2 separate regions of the Arachis hypogaea genome follow, and region 1 is linked to region 2. Evidence: chromatin contacts called from public Hi-C data. All regions are on one chromosome and are shown on one strand. The core of a region is the stretch at or near the end of the contact, and the rest is flanking DNA. Distances in the headings are between cores, read along the strand shown.

Region 1 (3,953 bases), core at 803-3,302, 130 kb after region 2:
GTTATTCTTAAGAAAGATGGTTAAATAAAAGATCCTTTTTGAATTTATATCTTTAAAGACTTTGGTTGTTAAGTCTATAAAACAAAAAATTTAAAAAATCTTTTTGTTTTGCACATTTCAAATTATGCAAAATAGAAAAAAAAAAAAAAAAGAGATAACATCATAATATATCATAATTCAGTCTCTTTCTATAATGAAACTTACACTCAATTTCTACTATAACTTTAATAAAATTTATATTATAATTTTCACAAAATTATATTCACCAATAATGCTTACAAGTTACAACTTGTTTCGTAAAATTTTCCTAAACTTTTCACCAAACTCAAAAATGATTAAACTTCAATCTAGTCTAATCATCTTTAAGTGTTAATCCAATTTATAAAAAAAAACAACTCGGTTCATCTACCTGAAGCTATCTTTATAAAGATAAAATAATAACTGCTTTTTTTTTTTTTATCTATCTCTCTAATCTTTTTTTTCTCATGACTTTTGTGTATGATTTCTCACATAATTAACAATATTCTTTTTTTTTTAAGGAACACATAATAGAAAGAAAAAAAATACTAAATACATTGGTATTTTAATAATTTTAATTTTAATTGTTGATTTTAATTATAAAAATATATAATATATATTAATTAAAATTAACAGTTAAAATACTAATGTTACAGGTATATTTAAAAACTTTTCTAATAGAAAATATGATATTCAATAAAACTCTAAGAAAAGAAAGATGGAATACGAAAAAGTTAGAATATGTTCAATATTTACTCTCTTCTTGAAATCAAAATGTGGTTGATTATTGCCATTATATAGGTGAGAAAATACTTCTAAAAAATAAAAATTAAATTCGGCATTTCCTAAATTTGCAACGTTGTTGTAGGGACGTTGGGTAAAATCACTAAAATGTGTCAGTTGTGATAGTATACATTTTAATCGACCTTGCACCTCCTATGAGTGTCAAATATGCAGATGCGATTTAATAATTGTCCTTGTGTGATGATGCTGTAATTTCCTTGATTCTTTTATCTTTGTCCCCAAATTTGATGATTCTTTTCTTTAGTGTATGGACTGATATTTTTGCTTCAAATTGTTTCGCTTTATTCGAACTGTATTGTTTGTTCAATGTGCTATGAAAACTGATCTGCTATGCTTATTGTTCTGTTTGGGATAAATTGGATCTGCATCACTTACATATTAAATCATATAATCATACCAAGTGTATATTGGCATTAGTCACCAAAATTTATGAGAATAAAATATATAAAATATATGTTAAAATATAAATTATATATTAAAAATAAATTAAATAACACATCATAATGATTATTTTTAGTGATTAATTTATATATACACATGATATTTTTTATAAACTATATATACCATATAGCCTTTTAACCTAATCAAATGTTTTTCATCATATAATCATATTTTATTGTTGCCGAAACTCAATACAATTACCTCATTTATAAGATTGATAAATGTTAAATGAATTTTCGGATAGTTCACTCATATCAAATTAATAATGGGAATTTTAACCCCTGGATTACAGGTCAGGCAAATTTTATGCGTTTAAATTTTAAAATGTACAACTTGACAAGCGTACAAATTAACCTTTTAAATGATCGAATTGCTCTTTTAAAACTAACAAGTTAAAGTGTACATGGTCTGTAATTTTTAATATAGTGTATGATTATAGTAATAAAATAATTTAATTAAATTATTCATAATTTTCTAAATTCTTTTATTAATATAGTGACCAAAAGAAACAACTTTAAAATTTATTAAAAAATAAGCAAACTTATTTAGGGTATTTTTATTTGAGAAATGTTATTTCAGTAACAAAAAGTATATCCACAATTAACTACTAAAAATGAATTATGTAAATTGTTCTTTTAAATTTTTTAATATTTATCAACTAAGAATAATTTGAAAAATCTATTTCTCAATTATTAGTCGTCTTATTGTTATTTGTTTTAGTTATTAAAATAACATTTCTATTTTCATTTTATTTTAAGAAGTTAAAAAATTGGGGTAACGAATAACGATAACGAAGTTGTGACTTGAAAGTGCAGGTCCTGGTTTTTTCTTTCTTTCTTTTAAGTCACCAAAAAAAAAAAAAAACTTGTACTTGAAAGCGCTAAAGTGCAGGTATAAGTGCGGCGCATGGAATCAGAAGTCAGAAGACATATTGGACGAAATGAAATTTGGTAATGCCGTAATGGTAACTGGTAAGGTTGGTAAACTAATTACTGCTAATTAGCATTTAGCAGTGGTAGTGGAAAAACTCGTGTTGGTGACAAGGCAAGCCATCGTGCACCACACATACACCTAACCCACCACCTTCGCCACATCACATCCTCACCACAACATTGTCACATAGACACATACTCTACTCTCTCTCTCTCTCTCTCTTATGTTTTCTGTGGCCACATGAACTCCAACAACACCACCTCCAATACTCAGTCAATGGTGACACCAACGCCAACTGCCACAACCGCCACCACCACCACTGCCACCGCCACTGATGCCTCTGCCAAGAAGGTCAGAAAGCCTTACACCATTACCAAGTCCAGAGAGAGCTGGACTGACGAAGAGCACGACAAGTTTCTAGAAGCTCTTCAGCTGTTAGTCTCTAATTTCCATTATTCTATTTTTATTTCTTATTTTCTTTCTTCTTTTATTAGGACAAAATAAAATTGCATTTGTATGTTCCTTGACTTGTTTTCGTGGTTCTTATTGCCAATTTGGAGTGTTTTTTTTTTTCATCATCCTTAGTATCCTTTTAAGTTCAAATACCTGATTTAGTTGACCTTTTTTTGCTGAAAGAGAAGAATAAGAAAATAAAAAAGAGAAAATAAAGAGAAATTGGTCCTTAGTATTTGTAGTTCGCTAATTTCAGATAAGAATGTATTTTCAATTGTTTAATTTTACTTCTCACATCTCACAGTTTATGCTTAATGGTAAAAAAGTAGTGTGATTGTTATATATAATGTTATGATTACATGCTGAAAATTTAAGCAAAGGCTATTTTGATAACAAGATTTCACAACTAAGCCTTGCTTTTAGATTCTGATTGATTTGCTTCGTACTAATTGGTTAAAATTATGTTCTTCATTTCAAATTTTTAAGTGAAGGACTCTGCATTTCAGTTACTGATATCTTGTGGATTATTCAGATTTGACAGAGATTGGAAGAAAATTGAAGATTTTGTAGGATCCAAAACAGTTATTCAGGTTAGGAGATCGCTCTTCGGCTATATTGTTCAGTATTGTTTTCATGCTTGTATTCTATTTGGTCATTGTTTGTGACTCACTATTAACTTTGCAGATCCGAAGCCATGCCCAAAAATACTTTTTGAAAGTTCAAAAGAATGGAACAGTAGCACATGTGCCTCCTCCTCGCCCTAAGCGCAAAGCCGCACATCCCTACCCACAAAAGGCATCAAAAAATGGTTTGCTTCTATATTACATGGTCATATTCTTTCCTATGAATTCACAACCTTACTAAGTTTTTGACATGAGTTTTTGGATTTCCAGTTTTGATGGCACTGCCAGCATCCATTGCTTATGCTCCTTCGACAAATGGCCTTGCACCTGGGTATGCCACATGGGATGAAGCTTCTCTGTTGGTGAACACCGGATCAAATAAATCATTGACCTGTCAAGATGAACTCAGCAATCTTCATGGAAATGAAGGCATGCATATTTCTTTTAAATTATTGTTTGTTTGATGTTAGTACACTATGTTGGCTGTGCTAAATGGACCTTTCCACAACTTATTATGTTATATGACGTTACTGATTCAGCTGATATTGGATCGAAGGGGATAACACAGATTAGTAACAGCAATCTTAATGGTGTCGGGAACTCAACTAGAAAGCTATTGTCTTCTGAGATACCAAAGCAAGGGAAACCAGCGCCAGTTATTCATGGTAATCTCATGTATAT
Region 2 (4,210 bases), core at 1,412-3,911:
ACTTTCTTAATTATTAGTTTATTTTCTTGTCATTTACATTCCTTGTTCAAAATTTAAAAACTCCAAAAATACTTTTCCATAACCAATAGTAAAATACTTCCCTGCAATTCCTTGAGAGACGACCCGATGTTTAAATACTTCGGTTTATTTTTATTGGGTTTGTATTGTGACAAACAAATTAAATTTTGACTGAGGTTTAATTGTTGGTTTAGACTATACTTGCAACGTAATATTTTTGTGAAATCTTTACCGACATTTTTCCTCCGTCATGTCCATGGGACAGGCATATACAAAGTCGCCCAACTGGGTGGTTGTTTTTTTCTTAAACTGTTCTTTGATGACCAGATGGGCAGGATTCTTCTTTTTTAGTTCGGATATGGCATCACCTACAATTTTGGATTCAGAAAAGTGTGTACAATAACTGTTAGGAAAATAAAAAGGAAACTAACCAAGCTATATATGAAAAATACTAAAAAGGAAATAGCAATAGCTTACCACTGTCGCGTATCCCTAACACCCTCCCTATCAACTCAAAATTAACGCAGATGTTTCTGACATCCACAATAAGTGTATTTGTGTCCATATCGTATGCCTTCGCTAGTTATTTCATTATACTCTGCTTCACTGCCCATTTTGGAATCCTTTTCACGAATCTGAACCCAATTGCGTCGATCTCCGATAGCTTCACGACGACATTAATGTTTTTCAGGTGGGTAAGCATCCCGTTGATATGGCATGTAGAACAACGCGTCTCTACTAATTTCTATTGACAAAACAGAATACAAGTTATAAGCAACTAGAATAAAGACTGGTTAACGACGAAATTCAGATTACCTTTTTCCCCATCTGAATGGTACTCAACAAATCAAAGTCAAAATAGGTTCGTGCCTGTAACGAACCAGTAAATCATTAGTCTTGCCACTTAATACACGTTATCATTTGAATAGCATTAGAAACCTAACCAACCACCCCAAAAGCTCTACACACAGCATCATAGCACTAAAATGAGTACACGGTAATGAACTATTCCTTGTCAAATAAGCAGAATAACTGATGACGTGGAGAATTAACAAACCCAACTATCAATCACACCAGAAACAAGTCAACCAATCATAGAATCAACCACTTGAACAAACAAACAAATAACTAGAACCAGGTGCAATAATCATCCGACTAAGTAAGCACTCCCGGTCTATCCTCCGCAGTGTGCATGTACCATACTAACAACGTGAAGCTGTGTATTACCAGCATACCACAGATTTATTTGTGATTAAAAACACAAGCTATTAATATCTACCGAATTCCAGAACCATATACCCAAAATTTTTTCCGCCATTATAAATAGTTTTCCAAATTTTTCAGAACCGAAATAATACGTCGTGAGATAATCATATTATCATTATCATCACCAGCTAAGGACAAATAATATAACTGGCACGTTCAAAATATTTGGATATTCAGTGTCTTTTGAGATTTTGAATTAATACATATTCTCTTGATTTATGCAAAACCTGGTTTCTTCATTTTATTTAATAATAGTACCAATATAGTTTCGAAAAGGTATGTATGTTCGAGCGTGAGAGGATAATTAAAAAAAAAAAACAGAGAGATGCGTTACTTGAAACAAGAAGTATACGGAAAGAAATGATTTGAAAGGACTATACGGTGTAATGTTTGTTGGTGCTAAGGTTTTTACATACCTAGAATAAAATCCAAACATACCCTTTGACATCTTCTTGAAATATATTTTGAATAAAAAAATAATTAATATGTATTTTATCATGGAATAATATTAACTAATCTTTTATATAAGAATAATCATCTGATATTAATATATCTTATTGAAAATCAAACTTCCATGGTCTAGCAAGTAACAAAAAAAGCTAGTAATCATGTGTTGGAAATCTATATTACACTATTAACCATGATTAAAAATACAACAAATAACCCCAACCCAGTTCAAAAACTTTATATACAAAGAGGTTTTGTAACATTAGAAATTGGCTTGCAGATTATTCCAAAAGTAAGCATATCAAACAACTTAAACAATATTCATAAAAAATCAAACATAGACCACCGTAAAATTAAATGAGTATTCACATCTGAATAATGGTTGGTTACCTAACTGAAGCAAAAATTAGGTCCCAAGACTTGAACAAATTTCACTTTCTTGGTAAAAATTTTAACCATCCATTCTCATAGTGAAGTAACCATCCCATTTAAATTGCATAACCAACTTATACTTATAGGAAACAAATTCATCAAAAAAACGTGCTCGAAACCAATTCGTGACTTCCTAATACCCGGGGATAGCACATATCCAAATTCAGTCAACCATTAAAAAATAAGACGACAAAAAGGAATTATTCAACAACATTAACATGTCACTATGCTTATTCACACTTATGGAAGTCAAACAAATTTATCAATAACCACAAGCAGCACAACGGTTCGAAAGAAATAATCAACTAAACACTTTTGTGAACATCTAAGCAGTAAAGACAGAGATAGCCTTTCACTGACCTAATAAGACTGCTAACATGGAGACGAGACACCAGCAGGGCCGGGACTTCAGCGGGAATGCGGGCGGCACGGGGAACGCGGACGACCGTTGCAGCAACAAGGGACCCGGACGGCGCAAACGGCGATGCGCGACAGCGCCAGGGCGGGTCACGTGGGCGGGGATGAGCGTCTCTTACACGACGACGGCGGCTCCATGGCTGCACGAGGGAGGCTTAAAGATTGACGGCAACAGCATAGAGGAGGGACGGATACAACATGGCGGCGACAAGGCCTTAAGTTCGGTCAGCTGTTCAAGTTGAAGGAGGAGCGATGACGGTGAATACTCTCGTAAGGGAATGCACGCTCAATTTTGGGGATAGAGGAGACGGTTTGACTACTAGGTCAAAAAGGGGGTTGCTGATTAGAATTGGTAAAAATTGGAATGGTTAAAATTAGGATTTGGAGGAAAATTAAGGTATAGTGTATTTTAATTGAAATGGGCCACTTTCAAAGCCCGTTTGTTTATGTTGGTCAGATAAGTCATTGGTTACCTAGCGTTGCCCTTATTGATATAATAGTTCAATTAATTCAACTGTGATCAACTGAAATAACTAAATTATAATAAAATAATATATAAAATAATAAATAAATACAAAAAATACAAATAATTAAATTATATTCTTATTTTAGTAATAACTATGTTAAATTATAATCTAAGTGTTATATTATAATTATAATCATTTGGTTAAAATCTATTAGTAGCTTATAATTTTTAAATTTGAACTGAATTTATTAAGAATTTTTAAATTTTAATTATTTTATTTTTTTCTTTTAAACATAATATATCTTTAAATATATATTTATTTTAAAATATGTGTAATATAATTTATTTATATTAATATTTTAAATACATATATAAATTATAATAATAAAAAAAGTTAATTCTTTTGTTATGAAAATTTAAAAATTAAATAGAAGTTATAAAAAAACGTTTTTTTTGTCTTGATAAACAAAATTTTAATGAAAAGATAAAAAAAAAAGTTTATTGGGCTCAATACTCCAGCCCATGTGCAACATAAGACTAAATATCCAAAAAAAAAGAAACCCTAATATATCACTATATCATTCAATTGTTATCCTATCCCTCTTCCATTCAAACAACAGCGGCCGCCCACTCGTATATTGCACATAAATAAGGATATTTCATTTTTTCAGAAAGAGAAAAAAGATGTACAAATCAAGCATTGTGTTCAAACCTTTAAGAACCACCACCGTATTATCACCGTTCCAAATCCGCCAGCTTTGCGTCATTTCGAGTCTGCCATCTCTTCGCATTGTTTGTCCTTACGCATTTTCGGATCTGCTGTCCCTGCCATTCCAAATCTCTCCCCTCTTGGCAGCGGCAATGGAAGTTAGGATTTTTCGATTCTTTTCTTTCTTAGAGAGGGAAGGGCAAGTTTTCTGAAGGTGAGAATGAGACTAAGAAGAGAGTGAGAAATTGAGAATAAGATTGAGGAGAGGAAGACGCAATAAGATTGCTGCGTTTTTTCTTTTCCAATTTTCATTTTTTTTAATAAAACAAAAAATGACGTCGTTTATAAAAATCAACTGGGTTTCGGTCTAGTTCAATTGATCAGTTTTCATCCAATTTAACGATTTTATAACAATTTTTAAAATGAAGGTTTTTTTCTGAATCAAACTGTAAATA

What was found. Hi-C and Micro-C count contacts between places; a contact is called where the count stands out from the background.
Region 1: a contact with region 2 is called in a Hi-C map of an unstated tissue, with 4 times the contacts expected there. The contact joins the promoter of LOC112727328 here to the enhancer-like site in region 2. A contact is called at or near these places in 2 of 8 Hi-C or Micro-C datasets (leaf and an unstated tissue).

Annotation. Positions count from the first base shown.
Region 1 is chr12:39,259,879-39,263,831 of arahy.Tifrunner.gnm2.J5K5, forward strand. LOC112727328 (protein REVEILLE 8) reads left to right here and starts at 2,053. Exons shown (of 9, transcript XM_072209188.1): 1 at 2,053-2,630; 2 at 3,182-3,239; 3 at 3,334-3,457; 4 at 3,543-3,701; 5 at 3,812-3,937. The coding sequence starts at 2,437.
Region 2 is chr12:39,129,895-39,134,104 of arahy.Tifrunner.gnm2.J5K5, forward strand. No RefSeq gene overlaps it. Among protein-coding and RNA genes, the nearest start is that of LOC140177020, 7.5 kb to the left of the region's middle. Within about 2 kb of position 2,662, at least 2 of the 3 cell types and tissues checked have open chromatin away from gene starts, as enhancers often do.